Linked DNA regions of Lactuca sativa: region 2 is linked to region 1. A link is a contact called in public Hi-C data. All regions are on one chromosome and are shown on one strand. The core of a region is the stretch at or near the end of the contact, and the rest is flanking DNA. Distances in the headings are between cores, read along the strand shown.

Region 1 (2,751 bases), core at 130-2,629:
AAATATCTTTCTTAATAGAATCTTATCTATTCATAATAATGTCGATATGGTCCATCTAATACCATACTTCCAACTACTCACAAACGACCAATCCTCAGCGAGCTTTGGATCGTCCTTTGATATTTGTTTAATTATCTTAGTCATATATTATAGCATTTGCAATCGATCCTATACCTGAAGCGTATGGGACACGATGCATAATGTCTTACAAGCATAACATTTATGCTCCCACTATCATGATGATTATTATCATATAAGCATAACACTTATGGTCCCACTAGCTTTGACTTGTATTCAGAAAATAGCTTAATTTCGAGAAAACAATACCTATTGAAGTGGTTTACTAGACCTTTCCTAACCATGTAAGCTATATTTTTTTTGCTAAGAACAACCGATTTTACTTTTGCTAAATGGCTTCAACTGAGCACTTTTCTTCAAAAGTTAATTTAACTAATGTTTATCTGAACCTTACCATTCCAATTCCGTTTCAAATATATTTCAATAGCTATTTTTTCTTTCCAAGGCATATAAATCATTTTAAACATTGTCACGATTTTGTTACATTTCGAAAACTTAAAAACACTTTCTTTTATAAAAGTGTTTAAACCCTATGATAAAACCTAAACATATGACACTGAAATTCATATTATGTGTAAAAACTTCATCGGATCTTTCAAACCACTTTTGTTTTGACTCTTTTGACTACTTTCTCATTTAGACATTGTAATTTACTTAAATGTGTTTTCTTGAAATCCAATATGATAAATTTGCAACTTTCTACTTCAAATATGTTTATAAAACATCTCTATTGCCTACATTTCAAAACATACCTTATTTGTTTATTTTATTTCAAATTAGTTTTATAATCTGTAAAGTTTATAAAATTTAAAGCATTGTAAAACTTAGTGTTCACTTTTAAACTTCCTGTGATGCACTTTCAACAATGTACAATTATTCTTCTAAATAAGTTGAGCCTTTGCCTTATCCATTTTAACATTTCTTGGACTCCAGTCTAGAAAGTCAAAACTGTCAGATTTTCAATTACCAGTTTTAATGTTTCTTCTTTTTCATAAACAAAGTCTAACTTAATAGATAACTCATGAATTTTTAGGAAACACTTTAAAACTTCAACATGACTATTTAATCATCAACATAAATCAAATATTGAAGTTTGAAATATATCTCAACCTGGTTTCAAATCTACCTGTATCTATTATATATATATATATATATATATATATATATATATATATATATATCTATTATATATATATATATATATATATATATATATATATATATATATATATATATATATATATATATATATATATATATATTAAAGTTGTGTTGCAAGATAAATAGTGAACTTGCGAGTTTTTGATAGAAATGGTCTCTTGATTATAGAATTTTTGTATAAGGATGGAAAATATTCTTTTCTCCTGTCCACATGTTGGTCATCGTGCCCAGTTTCACATATGACCGTCCTTAGAACAGTGCGGTTTGCCGGTTATTTTATCCCCACACCACCTGTAGGTAATCTATCCTTTCAGTTTCTTCCTTATCTATAGCGGTAACTGGGAGAAGTAGAGGCCTCCACAACTTTCAGGTTTTCTTCAGACGTGTCTTCCCGATCCTTCCACCACCGATCAGTTTTTTTCTGCGTTCTGTTCTAAACTGAGTCGGATCAAACCGACAAAACCCTCAACCCATTTACCATCGGCGTCACCATCTTCTCTATATTCTACAACCGTGTGATTAGGGCTTCCTCCATTGATTGGTGGAGCCCAGAAGACATCGTTACGGCTTGTGAAAGCCATCGACTCTTCCTCTCTTTCTTCTTTCTATCAATCCTTGTCTGTGATTTCAATTCCACCGTATATGTCTCTCAATCCTTCTGTCTTCCACTCCTCATCTACCATCTCTTTTACCTAGGTTTCGTTTATTAGCGTCGAGCGAGCATCCCCGAATTGGAGCTACAAACATGTTACTTTGCCATAATCTTTACAATTCGCAACTTTTTCATGTATCCCATACTCCAAATTAACAAGGGTTTTGATTTTTGGTCGCAATTTTGGGACCTAAATTTTTGTTACTAGTATCCTCCACCCCTCCACTGCTGCCTATCTTACGATTCCTTCTTACCACCATTGGACCGGTCTATGCAACCATCAGACCATCAGACGACTTAACAGGTCCATACTTAGTTCTTGCAGTTTTGTTACTCTAGTTTTGTTCCTACATGTTTGATTTTTTTCTTTTTGCCTCATGGTTTGTGATAAAAGTAAAACAAGCAATATTTGTTGAAACATGCTTCGCTTCGTCGTTGTCCAGCAAATGTGGGAATATGCTATACGACTGTGATAGTGTTCATCACAATCGGCTTAAGGTGTGGGAGTGGAGGAAGCAATGGTTTTGCCAGAATTGCAGGTAAGCAAATCATCTTCTTTTTGATGCAAATATCTACGGTTTCTTCATTCAATTTCACTTGCACATGTTTGAACTTCTGTTTTGTTTTTGCTTCCATCACGGTCCGAAGCACACACAATCAACCTCTATCCTAAAATTGGCTTCAAGAGCCCAAGCTCAGATTCAACGAACTTGGAATCTTCACCGAAATCACCAGGTATCCCATCCCAAAATTTCTAGGTTTTAAGATGTGGATTGAAAATAATCACAAATTTAACCATAGGAATGTTGTTGGGTTTTATAATTTGTCTTCCAAATTTTTTTCAGGAAAAACAGTTGGAT
Region 2 (2,751 bases), core at 94-2,593, 210 kb before region 1:
AAAAGTAAAGCCAATATTTACAACGTTGATGTATAAGTTTTAACTTTATCTGCATGATCGTTGAGTTGGGTCAATTAATTAATTTCATGAGACCCGATGGAGTGTTTAAGGTTTTCACTAGCTACACAGTTATTATAGACAGTCTAGGAATGGATGTTTGAGGAGACAGTCACGGATATCATGATATAAAAGTGTATATAGGAGTATGAAATTGATTACCGTTTGCAAGATCAAGCAGAAAATCAGCTGGATTCATCGGAAAAGATGGCCGGAAATCAACCGACTCAAAGTAACTCATGGCCTCCGACGCTTTCCCAAAGTAAATGCACCTTCCTTCCGACAAAACCAGCACAGTATCAAACATCTGGAACACCCTGCTCGACGGCTGGTGCACCGACGTAACAACCGTCTTTCCCTTCTGGTGTGCCAACCCAGCTAGGGTGGACACCAGCCTGTGCGCCGCCGTCGAGTCCAGACCTGACGTCGGTTCGTCTAGTATCAATAAGCTCGGATTTACCAACATCTCATGTGCGATGCTCACGCGCTTACGTTCCCCGCCGGAGACCCCACGGATAAACGTATTACCTATGATGGTATTCTCGCATTTCGACAAACCCAGCTCTGCGATCACGGAATCCGCCACCTCCGTTTTCTCCCCCCGGGTGAGGCTCTGCGGAAGACGGAGAAGGGCGCAGAAGATTAAAGTTTCCCGGACAGTGAGGTGGGGGTACAGTACGTCGTCCTGGGTGACAAACCCAGTTCGTCGGAGTACTGTTTTCGACAATTTACGACCGTTGGCAAGTACTGTTCCGGTGAACTGGTGTCCATGTAGCCTCCCCCCAAGCGCGTTCAGGAGGGTGGACTTCCCGCTCCCCGACGGGCCCAAGACGGCCAGGAGTTCACCAGGGTGTACCATTCCAGTGATCCCCTCCAAGATGCTACGTTCTTGGATCCTACTGCAATCGTCACTAGTCGAGGTTTCACTTCCGCCCAATATGCTCCCAATCAAGTTGTTTCCACCATTATTTTCAATCTTCACTCTATAACAGATGTCAATGAACTGCAAAATCGAACAAACAATCAGCATCGATCACACGTACAAGTACAACAGAAAAAAAAAATTATATATACCTTCAGATGGACGGGAGACGAAGACGACGAGATCCCTAAGGACTGGTTTTTGGGTGGATGAGTGGTATGATGTTCTTGAGTCATATTTTTTTATTTTTTTATGTTAGAGATAAAATCATAAAATAGAAGAAAATGAAGGGAATGAACACAAGAATGAAGATGGGAGTATTTATGGAGATCATGGGGGATGTTGACAGTGGGTTCCGACGTCAAAAGAGGGTGACACACGTTAAGGGGAAAATTGGTACGTGGCAGGTGTAGGTGATGGTTGATTCTCCTTTTAGTTAAAAGTTGGCTCCACTCCCCAATTATATTTTGTGCTTTAGTTTTACATCCTTTATTTGCATGGTTCGTATCTTAAATATTTTATTATACATGTTTTATTAATTTTAAAGTTAGGTGCACATGTATAAAGAATTATAATTTGTTTGGATCTCAATAACTAGCCATGGGTTTCAACATGTTGGTGACGATTTGTGATTGTAAGAAGTTAATAATACATCTCTTTTAAACTTTTCTTGTCCTAATTTCTATATCTCGTTCGGTCTAAAAGTTTATTTATTTATTTATTTTTTCTATCCCTTTTTAACATCCGATAAATGCGTTGGCAGTGCCTCTTTTTGTTGCCCAATTGCCTTTGCTTAATGTCTTTTAGACCGCAAGGTGGTATGTGTGCAAAACTCCCGTTATTTTTTTTAGACCGCAAGGTATGTGCGCAAAACTCCCTTTATTTATTTATTTATTTTTTTTTCTGTCACATTTCTAATCCTACTTTTCTTTCCTCACCAAAAGTAAGATAATGTGCCGGAACCTTCGTTCACTTTTTATTTTTTGTTTTTTTTTTTATAAAATTAATTGATTTTGATGATTTATAAATTTTTTTAAATAAATAATAAACATAAATTTTAATAAAAAATAAAAATTAATTCATTAGTTAAAAATAACATTCAAAGATACATTAAAATAAGCAATTTTAAAAATTATATATATATATATATATATATATATATATATATATATATATATATATATATATATATATATTAGAAAAAACAAATATTAAAAAACCACAACTTAGAAAACATAATTAATATCCGAATTAAAAAAAAATACGTCACTTGGAATCACCATCCTCGGCATCGAACTCATCATCGTCGTTCTTATCAACGTCATTCTCATCATCAGAATCCTCGCTCTCGACGAACATATCCGAATTATCATTTGATTCGTCAAACATATCGTCGTGTCAATACTCTGTCTGTCACACCTCCAAACCGAAATAACAGAAATGTTTGGGGGTGGATGACGTCATGTACACTATCACAACAATTGAAAAATAGTAATCAAAGCAACAACAACTATTGTATTGATAACATAGCATTTACATTGTATTCAAAACATTACTTGTTTAACGTTAATACTTTTGGGTTTTTAGCATTCTAACACTCCTAGGTATACATGCAACCCTAAATACCTTGGATCTATGTTTTCTCTATTATACATGCAAATATGAACTTTCCAAGGTATTCATCCTAACTAGCATAATAACATTGATTCATATGAATATATCAAGTTAGAATTACATACCTCTTGATGTAGAATGTCTTCATGAAGCTTGAG

What was found. A called contact is a pair of places that touch in the nucleus more often than the background predicts.
Region 2: a contact with region 1 is called in a Hi-C map of seed, with 6 times the contacts expected there. The contact joins the promoter of LOC111901411 here to the promoter of LOC111902325 in region 1. A contact is called at or near these places in 2 of 4 Hi-C or Micro-C datasets (leaf and seed).

The regions. Positions count from the first base shown.
Region 1 is chr4:272,964,019-272,966,769 of Lsat_Salinas_v11, reverse strand. It overlaps LOC111902325, which reads left to right and starts at 1,379. Exons shown (of 8, transcript XM_052770584.1): 1 at 1,379-2,195; 2 at 2,335-2,626; 3 at 2,737-2,751.
Region 2 is chr4:273,174,458-273,177,208 of Lsat_Salinas_v11, reverse strand. It overlaps LOC111901411 (ABC transporter G family member 25), which reads right to left and starts at 1,343. Exons shown (of 4, transcript XM_023897261.3): 1 at 1,132-1,343; 2 at 220-1,060. The coding sequence starts at 1,215.